2 separate regions of the Sus scrofa genome follow, and region 2 is linked to region 1. The links are chromatin contacts, called in public Hi-C maps. All regions are on one chromosome and are shown on one strand. Each heading gives the region's core, a stretch centred on a gene start, on an enhancer-like site or on the middle of the called end of the contact. The rest is flanking DNA. Distances are from core to core; before and after follow the strand shown.

Region 1 (6,883 bases), core at 274-2,773:
GGTTAATGACATGGATTCTGCAGCTCAAATAACTGGGGTCAAACCCCAGCTTGGACCATTACTATTGTGTGACCTTGAGGGAGTTATTTAATATTGCTTCACAATTTCCTCATCTATAAGAGTATTATTCTAAAAGCATTAAAGATAATACTCCTCAAAGTATTATTGTAAAGATATATGCATTAATACCTGCTGCACCAAATAGTAATTGCTATATAAAAATTTGCTATGATTATTTTTTTTCCTTTTTCTTTGTTTTTTCTAGGGCTGCACCCACGACATACTGAAGTTTCCAGGCTAAGGGCTGAACTGGAGCTGCAGCTGCCAGCCTACACCACAACTCACAGCAATGCCAGATCCTTAACCCACTTAGCAAGGGCAGGGATGAAACCCACAACCTCATGGATACTAGTCAGGTTCCTTACCACTGAGCCACAATGAGAATTCCTACGATTATTATTAAGGCAGACTATTTTATTTTTTATTTTTATTTTTAGTTTGTTTTTTTGCCTTTTCTAGGGCTGTTCCCTCGGCATATGGAGGTTCCCAGGCTAGGGGTCAAATTGGAGCTACAGCTGCCAGCCTACACCACAGCCACAGCAACACCAGATCCAAGCCACATCTGCGACCTACACCACAGCTCACAGCAATACTGGATCCTTAACCCACTGAGCAAGGGCAGAGACCGAACCCGCAACCTAATGGTTCCTAGTCGGATTCGGTAACCACTGAGCCACGATGGGAACTCCAAGGCAGACTATTTTAACCAACACACAGACAATTCAAGAATAACCAAAGATTAGAGAAAAACACAAAAGTCATGTTAGGATCGAGTAAGGAGACATGACCACAGATAAAATAGATTCCGTGAAGCTCTAAGAGAATCTCTGGGAGAGGGTCTCAGCTGTTAGCAAGAGGCCGCAAAGGCTGTTTGAGAGTCCTCATGACACAGCAGCCAACTTCTTCCAAAGCGAGCAATCCGAAACACAGCCAGGAAGAAGGCACACGCCTAAGAAAGAACCTCTCTGAAGTATCACTTCTACCACCAGCTCAGTCCGCCTACACTCCAGAGAAGAATTCCCCACCTTTTGAAGGGAAGAATAGCAAATAATTTAGGGACACATTTAAAACTACCAAGGATATCATCAAAATACTGAAAATGAACAATCTTGAGCTAGTAGTTCCCATGGTATCCAACAGATATCGCCTTGTTTCTCTTGAAAATGTAAAACATCACTGGCCTTGAGGGTTTGCGGTAGCACCTTAGGGTGCCTGAGCCCGCAGTCTGAGCACCTGCCCCTTCAACTGCACAGTGCCACCTCCCAGGTCTGTGCGTTCATGAGCAGTTTCCCCACCTGGACGGCAAAGAGCAAAGCAGGATGCTGCCCGTTCCTCGGAACGGCTCGACAGGACCCAGAACACATTCCAGGAAAGCTGAATGACTCACCATAAACTCTTATGCCAGAGAACCATAAGACCTTTGCTGGAGAAAGCATGCAAGAAACTCTAGCTTCAAAACAGCCTTCTACCGCCCTGGAACCTCGCACAGGGTCAGCTGCTAGGCTCAAGTGCTACAGAGGCTATAAACCAATCACTGAGCCTGAAGCAAACTGCTTTACTTCACTGAGACTGAAATATCTGCTTTCCTCCAAAGCTCATGATTTGTTATACTGTGTTGAGCTAACGGTTACAGTCTTCTCTTCCCGAGTGAACAGTCAGCATCTTTATAAACATATCTTTATATGTAAAATAATCAATAAAAAGCAAATTTATATTTTTCCCCCTCTCTTTGGTCTTTTTTTAGGGCCACACCCACAGTCCAATTGGAGCTGTAGCTGCCAGCCTACGCCAGAGTCACAGCAACACGGGATCCGAGCCCTGTCTGCGACCTACACCACAGCTCATGGCAACACCGGATCCTTAACCCACTGAGCAAGGCCCGGGATCGACCTGTGTACTCATGGATGCTAGTCAGATTCATTTCCACCAAGTCACAACAGGAACTCCAAATTTATATCTTTTTATCTTTCTTGAAACAATTTAAGATTTACAGAGCAGGTGCAGACAAGAGTTCCCATACATCCTTTACCCACCTTCCCCTAATATTAGCACAATCATAGTACGATTATTAAAACCAGGTGATTAGGAGCTCCATTGTGGCTCACTTAATCTGTGGAATGTTCCTCAATTTGGGTTAGACTGATGCTTTCTTATAATTAGACTAAGGTTATGCATTTACGGCAAGAATCCTAGAGAAGTGACTGTGTTTTTGTCATTGCATCAGGCACAAAACATTTTTTTTTTTTAATAGGGCTGCACCTGTAGCATACTACCCCTAGTTAGGTTCCCAAACTAGGGGTAGAATCGGAGCTGCAGCTGCTGGCCTATGCCACAGCCACAGCAACACCAGATCCTTAACCCAGGGAGCAGGGCCAGGGATGGAACCCAAGTCCTCATAGATACCAGCTGGGTTTCGTTACCACTGAGCCACAACAGGAACTCCAAAACATTTTACCTTTTTGAACAAGGTATGATTTAAGAAAATTTCCATGTTCAAATACACTTTAAACACTTGCTATATAATACCATCACTGACGTGCTAAAATTCTCATAATTAACAGAATTAAAGATTTGCTTGTTTTGAATTTTAAGCAATGTCAATTACACAAGATCTTCAAAAGAAAGTGTGAAGCTTAGGCTGTCAATCTCTCCTAGGAATTTAGTTTTGTTCACTACTATCCCCCTAGTACCTGAAAAGTGTCTGGCACTCAGCATCTGTGATACTAATGGAGTAATTCTGAAGAAACAAAACACCAAATAAATTCACAAAATGGCTTTATCCCCAAGCCCATTAGTGTGGAAAAGGTTCAACCACTTAAAACATAGCTTTTTACACATGCTATTTATACACTTGTTTACAAGCACCTATTTCTATTCTCCCTCAACGCCTGGCCGGCCACGAGCGGTAGTGTTTCCAGCTATCGCATAACATGCAGGCTCCGGAGGCAGTTTCAGCTGCTGCAACCCCAGATTTAGGGCAATCGCACCCATGCCCACACAGGCTGGGCAGCAGGACTACTGGACAAAGCACACAAACATGAAGAAGTCCCCAGAGGCCACCACCTTGGTGGAACCCTCTCCCATGACACCCTCCAAAGATAAACTTCATAAAGCAAAGCACAGATGCCATAGGCTCTACCACAGCTACTCCAGTAGGTGCCTGATCTACCAAAGCCACAAAAAACGCTGGCTCTGCAGTGCTCGCTCCTAAAAGCAAACCTCACTGCAGGATCAAACCGAGTTGATCACTGACAACAGTAGGGCATCCAGGGACATTTAAAGGCATTAACATGATACCTTCCTAAACTCTAGAAAAATCTGATTTCCAGTGACACAATATTATGGGTCAGATGGTTACTTGTTAAAGCAACTCTTAAATGTTGTGATGTAATTAAAAAAAAAAAAAAAAGGAAAAGCAAGGTTTTCAGTTCAATGTTTAAATTTAGCTTTTTATATACTGATGCAATTTTCTGTGTTCTCATGTAATTTTGTTTGTTCTGGGGAGCAGTCATATTTCATTTTTCCCCACTTTTACTCAATTTGGTTACATTCAGTATTTCGCAGTTACACATAAACCATGATAAACATCTATGCTGTCTGAATCACCTAGAAGTCAGATGATGAGGTTAAAAAAAAAAAAAAGACAATTTTATAGCTCAGCTGCCTAGCAGTTTTCTAAAACCATCATACCCATTATCACGTGACTGGCAGTGTTCAAGAGTGCAACCTTCACAAGCCTCACGACTACTGGGATCATCAAATTTTTGGTATTTTAGGTATCAAGAGATGGCAACTTATCCTAAATTTTTTTTTTTTTTTTTTTATGTCTTTTTGCTATTTCTTGGGCCGCCCCTGCGGCATATGGAGGTTCCCAGGCTAGGGGTCGAATCGGAGCTGTAGCCACCAGCCTACGCCAGAGCCACAGCAACGCGGGATCCGAGCCGCGTCTGCAACCTACACCACAGCTCACGGCAACGCCGGATCATTAACCCACTGAGCAAGGGCAGGGACCAAACCCGCAACCTCATGGTTCCTAGTCGGATTCGTTAACCACTGCGCCACGACGGGAACTCCTAAATTTTTTTTCTAACAAAGTTGAATTTTCAGCATTTTATTATCTATACTAGTCTTTGAAAACTATCTGTTCATGTAATTCTATCAAGTATTCTGTGAAAAACATCTCATGATCTAAAGGGTTTTTTGCTATCCACAGCTCTGTTACATGGGGTCAAAGATAATATGGCTTCCAAAGATTATTTATTTATTTATTTATTTTTGCTTTTTAGGGCTGTACCTGTAGCATATGGAGGTTCCCAGGCTAGGGGTCAAATCAGAGCTACAGCTGCCGGCCTACACCATAGTCACAGCCACGCCAGATCTGCACCGCATCTTCGACTTACCCCACAGCTCACAGCAATGGCGGATCCTTAACCCACTGATCGAGGCCAGGGATCAAACTTGCATCCTCCTGGATACTAGTCAGATTAATTTCCATTGTGCCACAACAGGAACTCCAAAAGGCTATATTGCAATTTTTTAATTTTTTTTTTTTTTTTTTGGTCTTTCAGGGCCACACCCATGGCATATGGAGGTTCCCAGGCTCAGGGTCCAATTGGAGCTGTAGCCATCAGCCTGCACCACAGCCACAGCAACTCAGAATCTGAGCTGTGTCTGCGACCTACGCCACAGCAACTCAGAATCTGAGCTGTGTCTGCGACCCCCACGCCACAGCAACTCAGAATCTGAGCTGTGTCTTCGACCCACGCCACAGCTTGCAGAAACACCGGATCCTTAACCTACTGAGCAAGGCCAGGGATCCAACTCTCATTCTCATGGATACTAGTCAGGGTTCGCTCACTGCTGAGCCATGATGGGAACGCCCAAAAGTTCTATTTTTAAAAAAGAAAAACTCTGTTCAGAGATTTCAATCATGGAGACTGGTGCCCTTCCAATAAAAGCTGTTACCCAAGTAGAGGTTTTAGTTCAGGGACGGATGCAGACACACATGTACAGACATGTATGTATGTTGTGTGTTTCCAACTATGAATTACGCCCCTCGGGTTAAACTTAGAAATGAACATAGTGAGACAGAGTTCACTCACAGTGGGAAAGCAGCAGACATCTACTCCCCCATGTCCTTGAGATAAATGCCTACTGAACCTGTGCAACACTGCCCAGGTGTTAGCCACCTCTGCCATCTTCCTCCCCAGCCCAAGTTAATCGCTTCTGTACCTCAGACATACAGCAATTACACTACTGAGTATACAGCCCTGGCCTGAAATGATTTATTAACCCCTTTCCTCCAACAGAGTATGAACTGTATATGGCAAGGAGAGTGTTACAACCCTCTCAGGGTTCCTAGCACTGCCCGTGGAAAACAGCACCTTCTGAATTGGCAAACTTTTTTTTTTTTTTTTGGCCACACGCATGGCATGAGGAAGTTTCCAGGCCAGCGATCAAACCTGTGCCACAGCAGTGATAACGCCAGATCCTTTAACTGCTAGGCCACCAGAGAATTCCCGAACTGGCAAACCTTTTGAACAAAGACATAATTCAGCAGACTTTGCACACAGCCAATCACTTCTACAAGTAAATCTATCTTAATGCCTGGGTACGCTCCTTATGTGGTAATCTCTCGACTATTAATTGCAAAATTAAATTGGAAATTTGCTCTTTTTATTTCTTTTAGCAGCAGTTAGGCAAGAACTAAAAAAAACACGATTTTGAAATCAACTTCTGAAAGATGTTTTTAAGTCTCCTTAATCACCATATTAACCCAAATTCTATACAACATATTGTGGCATAAAACAAATAACATTAAATAGCTCAATGTGCTATTCATTTTCCTTTTTTTTTTTTCAGTGCACCTATTCAAATTCTGAAGACTGATGGTCATTCTTAGATGTTGAAGAAAGAATATACTAAACCAGCTTTAATGGAAAAAATAAAAATCACTATAAAAAAAAGAAAGAGGAAAGAATATTCTTATTTTTGGAGCAACTGTTACTTCTGAATTCAGTTCTTACAGATCAGGAAAATTACTTTGGCAGTAATGATTAAATTTTAAGCAACTAAACAGCAGCAGGATTTTTTCCTTGGAGTGGAAGAAAAATTTCTTTGTCTACACATGCTCCCATATTTATAGCATACTATTATACATGATAAGAGTTTCTGAACAGATAGTCTTATTTTATAAATTATAACAATACTGTAGACCCTCAAATATTTATGATCTGTCAGCCAGATATTAAACAGAAGTATCCACAAAGTACCATCTACTGAGTCACTAATAATTTAACTAGTTTATGACTGCCATCAATTGATACAAAAAGTATTCTACTTTCATTAAACCACAAACACTTCAAGATGTCAAACCATAACCTCCTGCCAAGTGCTCTTGTGCTGGGATTTTTGAGTCCCCAGCCAGTCAGAGGCTCACCTGACAGGTCCAGCTCCTCGGTGGAAGACAAACTGGCCAGACTCCAGCTATCGCTGCGGGCTGCCAGGACAAACTTGTGAGCATTGATGTGCCTGCCCCCAACCTTTATCTTCAGATCACTGGTGAGGAAAAATATCCACAGATAGAGAAAGAAAATGTCATCATAACAGACAGAGCTAGATTCACAGCTGACAAATACATGAGTACTGGCAGAATGACACACATCTGCAAAAGAAAACAGGTGACAGGAAAATTACTTCTCTACCCAAGCACCGAATTCTGATGGGTTATATTTATAATATGTTGCTACACATGTTTTCTATTTTGAACTTCTAGCTTTAGTTCACATGGGATGTCCTGCTTTCAATGACATTCCTTCATGGC
Region 2 (6,699 bases), core at 142-2,641, 100 kb after region 1:
CCCACTGCGCCATGCTGGGGATTGAACCTGTGGCCTGTGCGGTGACTGGAGCCAATGCAGTTGGGATTCTTAACCCACTGTGCCACAGCGGGAACTCTCTCAGATGTGAATTTTGTACAAGAATATTTCACAAGTGGTGTCAACACTGCATCACATCACGGGGTACACACATCTAGTTTGTCCCTATTTTTATGATGTGGGTTCAGGTGCTGCCAGTCTTCCATGTTCAGAAGTTGTTAATTATCACTGCCCCAGATCTATTTAATTAAAGGTTGATATTCTAATTCTTTTTTTTTTAGGGCCACACCAGAGGCATATGGAGGTCCACAGGCTAGGAGTCTAATTGGAGCTGAAGCTGCCACCTACATCACAGTGACAGCAACTCGGGATCCAAGCCACTCCTGCAACCTACACTGAAGCGCGTGACAACACCAGATCCCTAACCCACTGAGCAAGGCCAGGAATCAAACCCTCGTTCTCATGGATACTAGTCGGGTTCATTACCTCTGAGCCAAAATGGTTAAATCCCCCAAACAGATTCTAAGGCCTTCACTTTCATTTTATAATAAAAATTAAGATAAAATTTGATTTGCAAGACTTTTTTCAAATTCAATAGTCCTGGCTTAGTTTAAAAATTAAGCATAAAGACAAAAAATAAAAAATAAAAAAAATTAAAATTAAGCATAAAGTAAAGCCTCAACAAAATAAAAATTACTTCTAGCAATTATCAAGCAGAAAACCAGCCACTGAATTTATTATTGAATTATCTTTAGTCACAGTACCAAAAGACATTTGGTACAGCATTGCTTTTACTGGGAAAACCTCAATAAATGTTTACTAAGACTTGTTTACTCTTCTAATAGTCACCTATTACACAATTCTCATCTTACAAGAGAGGATCACTTGTTGATCTTCAGAGCATGAAATCAGAGATAGCTTCAGTATGTAGATCCACAAGTAAAAATAGAACATATTCCAGAGACTCAAATTGAGAAGGAGGGGGAGAAAAGAACAAGCCTTATTTAAGTAAACAACCTGGGTTCTATTCAAAAATCATAAAATAGGCATTTCCCATAATTTAAATAAGAAGTGTTGAATAATTAAAGACTGCACTTTTCAAACTAGTTTCACATTACCAACAGGATGCTAATATCTGCTATTGATATTTCAACAATACAGTATTCAGAACTGCCATACAACTCATAACTTACTCTCTTAATAAAAATGACTATGCTTAAGTTCCCATTGTGGCTCAGCGGTAATGAACCCAACTAGGATCCATGAGGACAGGGTCCAATCCCTGGCCTCAATCAGTGGGTTATGGATCCAATGTTGCCGTGAGCTGTGGTGTAGGCAGCAGAAGTGGCTTGGATCGCAATTGCTGAGGCTATGGCGTTAAGCCAGCAGCTGTAGCTCCGATTCAACCCTTAGCCTGGAAATTTCCATATGCCATGGATGCAGGTCTAAAAAGCAAAAAGACTATCCTTAAGATACAAATTCATTTACTGCTTTAATGTGAAGGCCAATTTTAATTCTTAGGTACATTTTCTACCTACTGAAAGAAGTCTTTACATGTAGATCTTTCTTCTTACTAATCCAATAAAAGTTGTATCCAGACTAAACTGAAATAATCCTAGCCAATGAATGCGGTTTTTACAGTCCTCCAAAGCAGGTAAGATACTGCAGTCTCACTTATACAACTTAAGACTTTTTGTACATAGGACTCTAAAAAGGAGGAACATGGGGGAAAAAATGTAATTGTAATGTATACATGTAAGGATAACCTGACCCCCTTGCTGTACAGTGGGAAAATTAAAAAAAAATTATTAAAAAAAAAAAAAGGAGGAACAAAGAAAAAGATGTTTAAGGAAAAGATACTAAAGAGGAAGCAATACAACTGTAGAATTTTTTTTTAAAAGAATGCTTAGCTCTTCTAATATAATCTTCCAGCAATTTCCTAACATCCTTTTTAGAGATTTAAATTTAGCTACTTGAACAATGCCATCCATTCAATGTTTATTTACTGAATGTCTATAATATGTCACATAAATATTGTTATGTGCTAGTAATAAAATTCCTGTTTGTCTTGTCTTTTGTCTTTTTAGGGTCGCACCTGCATTATATGGAGGTTCCCAGGCTAGGGGTCGAATCGGAGCTACAGCTGCTGGCCTATGCCACAGCCACAGCAACGTAGGAGCCGAGCCATGTCTGCGACCTACACCATAGCTCATGGCAATGCCAGATCCTTAACCCACTGAGCGAGGCCAGGGATCAAACCCCCAACCTCATGGTTCCTAGTCAGATTCTTTTCCGCTGCGCCACGACAGGAACTCCAAAATGTTCTGGTTATTAATGCTGCTGTCAAATACTTCAGGTTCTCCCCCACTGCAGTCACACAATTAACACTGCATTTCTTTGCCCCATTGTGGTTGAGAGGTACCATGCCTAGACTTGATCAATGACTTGTAAGTGAAGTGCCTCCATTCACGTCTGGCCAGAGTTTAACTTCACTGTTAAACAAAACCTCCAGAAAAACACTGCCTCTCTCTGGCAATGTTTGAGATGGTGGCTGCACTATTAACTGAGTAACTTCAGCGAGCAGAGACCGCTGCCAACCTGAGTTCCTGGGAATAAAACTTTGTGTTTGAAGCCACTGACATTTTAGGGTTGTAGGGGGTTTTTTGTTTGTTTGGGGGGGTTTTCTTGCTTTTTAGAGCTGTACCCGCAGAATATGGAGGTTCCCAGGCGAGGGGTCGAATTGGAGCTATATAGCTACCAGCCTATCCACGCAGGATCCAAGCTGTGTCTGCAACCTACACCACAGCTCACGGCAACGCCGGATCCGCGACCCACTGAGTGAGGCCAGGGATCGAACCCACAACCGCACCACGATGGGAACTCCCTAGGGTTGTGTTTTTTTAATCACAGCATAACCTAGTCTATTCTGACGAAACAAAAAGTGATTGATATAGGTCTTTTTCTCACAAGCTACCTATTACTAGGCAAGGTCTCCCAGACTTCACACAAGCAAAGTTCTTTTTTTTTTTTAAGACAAATACAGTTATCCATTATTTTAGCAATTGTTCTGCCCAATTATGGAAAACTGTCCAAATACTGTGTTTATCAATGAAACTACTGGTTATTCAATTCCTTAGTATATACATTAATGTCTTCATTCCAGGTGATTACTTTTTGGAATTGGGTCAATTAAGTTCAGAAACCCTGATGTAAAGTAGGAGTATGTCCGTCCTGGTTATATGAACCAATCAAACACCACTATACAAGCATCCAGTCCTCCATCTGGCTACTACAAACCATTCTGTCGAGTGTTTTAATAGAATCACTACAAAGAATTATACATGACTGAGAAAAGAGAGAAAGAAGGGAATGGGGATTAAGAAACAGGATACTGGGATTTCCCATTGTAGTGTAGTGGCAACGATGTGGGTCAGGTTCTGGTTTTGCCGTGAGCTGTGGTGTCAGTGGTAGACAGGGTTCAGATACCACACTGCTGTGGCTGTAGCCAGCAGCTGTAGCTCTGATTCAAACCGTATCCTGCGAACCTCCATATGCCCAGGGTGTGGCCCTAAAAAGCAAAAAAGAAAGAAAGAAAGAAACAGGATACTAACAGTAGACTGACCAGTTAATATCACAAGGGGGCAAGGCAAACACATACATACCTAATAATCACAACGCAGTACTAGATAATAAATGCTTGAAAAAAAAAATACTCAGAACAACAAAAATCAACTGTAACGAGATTTTTTAATAAAATAAAAAATAAATAAAAATAAAATGCATAGAAAAGGAAACCATTAAAAAAACTAAAAGACAACCCACAGAATGGGAGAAAATCTTTGCCAACAATGCAACAGACAAGGGCCTAATCTCCAAAATATACAAACAACTCATTCAACTCAACAACAATAAATACCACCCAAGTGAAAAAAAAACAAAAAAACAAAAAAACAACCCAAGTGAAAAAAGGGCAGAAGACCTAAATAGACATTTCTCCAAAGAAGACATTAGGATGGCCAACAGGCATATGGAAAAAATGCTCAATATCACTAATTATTAGAGAAATGCAAATGAAAACTACAATGAGGTACCACCTTACACTAATCAGAATGGCCATCACCAACAGTCAACAAATCACAAATGCTGGAGAGAATATGGAGAAAAAGGTACCCTCCTCCACTATTGGTGGGAATGTAAATTGGTACAACCACTATGGAAAAGAGTGTGGTTGTACTTCAGGGAACTAAATATAGAGCTACCATATGATCCAGCAATTCCACTGTTGGACATACATCCAGACAAAACTTTCAACGAAAAAGATACATGCACCCCCATGTTCAGAGCAGCACTATTCACAATAGCCAAGACAGGGAAATGACCTAAATGTACATCGATAGATGAATGGATAAAGAAGATGTGGTACATATATACAATGGAATATTACTCAGCCACAAAAAAAGAGACAAACCAATGCCATTTGCAGCAACATGGATGGATCTAGAGACTCTCATACTAAGTGAAATAAGCCAGAATGAAAAGGACAAATACCATATGATATCACTTATTTGTGGAACCTAAAATATGGAACAGATGATCATATCTAAAAATAACAAACAAAAAACAGAAACAAGAGCATGGCCAAGAAGGGCAGGCTTTGGGTTCCCTGGGGGAAAGGGGAGGGAGTAGGATGGATGGGCATTTTGGGGGTTTTTTGGATGCAAACTGTTATATTTGGAAGGATGGGCAATGGGATCCTACTGTACAGCATAGGGAAATGTGTGCGATTGGGTCATTTTGTTCTACAACAGTAGAACTGACGAAACACTGTAAATCAACTATACTTTAATAATAATAAAAAATAAATATAAATATTAAATTTTAAAAAAAAAGAAAATACTGGGTAGAGAGGGTAAAAGTTCACTAAAAATATGCTAGGCCCTACTTTAGACATATTCTCAATGCCAAAAACCTTATACATCTATTTTGTGAGGGATAAGGTATCAGAGCAGACTAAAATCAAAAACACCTCAACTGGTTTTTTAACTTTAAAGGATGGGTTTATTTTACCAAACAGAGATGGAAAAAGAAAGGAACACCTCCACCACCACCAATTAAAAGTATGTTTTACACAGGAAAAGGAACAGGAGAGAAAATGTTTTTCCAAAGGGGAAATTCCTAAACCAGAAAGTTTAGGATTTGTTTTTAATATCCTATCTTGCCCCCAAGTACAAAGTGCTTTATAAAACCCCCAAAACTCTACTCATTTTAAGTGTACATTTAGTGTTGCACAACTATCATCACAGTGTAATTTTAGAGCATTTTCATCACCTCAAAAGGAAAGCTTGCGCCCATTAGTCAGTCACTCCCCTTTCCCAGTCCCACACCTGGACAACTAACTACTAATCTACTTTCCGTTCCTATGAACTTGGCTTTTCTGGACATTTCATGTAAATGAGATAAAATGTGTTATTTTAATATGGCTTTTTTCCCTTGGCATAATGTTTTCTGTTTTTTTGTTTTTTGTCTTTTTAGGGCCACATCTGCAGCATATGGAGGTTCCCAGGCTAGGGGTCGAATTGGAGCTGTAGCTGCCAGCCTGTGACATAGCCATATCAACTCAGGACCCAAGCCACATCTGCAACCTACATCACAGCTCACGGCAATGCCGGATCCTTCTTTAACCCACTGAGCGAGGCCAGGGATCGAACCAGCATCCTCATGGATGCTAGTTGGGTTGTTTCTGCTGTGCCACAATGGGAACTCCTTTTTTTAAAAAAAAATTTTATAGTTGATTTCCATGTTCTGTTAATTTCTGCTATATGGCAAACTGACCCAGTCATATATATATATTTTTTTTTTTTCTCACATTATCCTCCATCATGTTCTGACACAAGTGACTAGATACAGTTCCCTGTGCTATACACAGCAGGATCTCATTGCTTACCTACTCTAAATGCAGTAGTTTGCATGTAGGGAAAGGACTTTCAACTCAGAATTCAATTCCCAGAAAACCTAACAATCCAATGTGAGGACAAAATAATAGCATTTTTCAATATGCAAGGACTCACAATTTACCAAACAATTTATAATATTTTATTTATTTATTTATTTTTGCTTTTCAGGGCCGCACCTGCAGCATATGGAGGTTCCCAGGCTAGGGATCTAATCCGAGCTACAGCTGCCGGCCTATGCCATAGCCACAGCAATGCCAGATCTCAGGTGTGCCTGCAACCTACACCACAGCTCACGGCAATGCAGGATCCTTAACTGAGCAAGGCCAGGGATCGAACCCACAACCTCATGGTTCCCAGTCGGATTCGCTTCCACTGTGCCATGACAGAATAGAATATTTAAAATATTTTTAAAATACTAGGATAGGGAGTCCCCATTGTGGCTTCATTGGGTTACAAACCCAACTAGTATCCATGAGGATGCAGGTTTGATCCCTGGCCTCGCTCAGTGGGTTAAGGATCCAGTGTTGCTGCGTCTGCGGTGTAGGCCGGCAGCAACAGCTCCCATTCAACTCCTAGCCTGGGAACCTCCATATGCCTCGGGACAAAAAAAAAAAAAAAAAAAAACCCAAAACAACCAAGATATCCCTCGACATGGTATAAGTAAACTGCAGTATATTGGAATGCATACAGTGGAAAGTATACAATGGAATATAATTCAATGATAAAA

What was found. Hi-C and Micro-C count contacts between places; a contact is called where the count stands out from the background.
Region 2: a Hi-C map of skeletal muscle shows a contact between it and region 1, with 5 times the contacts expected there. The contact joins two enhancer-like sites. A contact is called at or near these places in 4 of 47 Hi-C or Micro-C datasets (embryonic fibroblasts, psoas muscle and skeletal muscle) and 2 of 2 datasets of contacts at active chromatin or transcription factors (alveolar macrophages and skeletal muscle).

Annotation. Positions count from the first base shown.
Region 1 is chr12:50,219,623-50,226,505 of Sscrofa11.1, forward strand. It overlaps ANKFY1 (rabankyrin-5), which reads right to left. Exons shown (of 25, transcript XM_013981229.2): 3 at 6,500-6,618. Among named protein-coding and RNA genes, the nearest start is that of ANKFY1, 29 kb to the right of the region's middle. Within about 2 kb of position 1,524, at least 15 of the 83 cell types and tissues checked have an H3K27ac peak or open chromatin away from gene starts, as enhancers often do. A contact at or near this core is called in skeletal muscle, where this site is marked.
Region 2 is chr12:50,323,335-50,330,033 of Sscrofa11.1, forward strand. All of the region lies in intron 1 of UBE2G1 (ubiquitin-conjugating enzyme E2 G1), which reads right to left. Among named protein-coding and RNA genes, the nearest start is that of UBE2G1, 42 kb to the right of the region's middle. Within about 2 kb of position 1,392, at least 2 of the 83 cell types and tissues checked have an H3K27ac peak or open chromatin away from gene starts, as enhancers often do. A contact at or near this core is called in skeletal muscle, where this site is marked.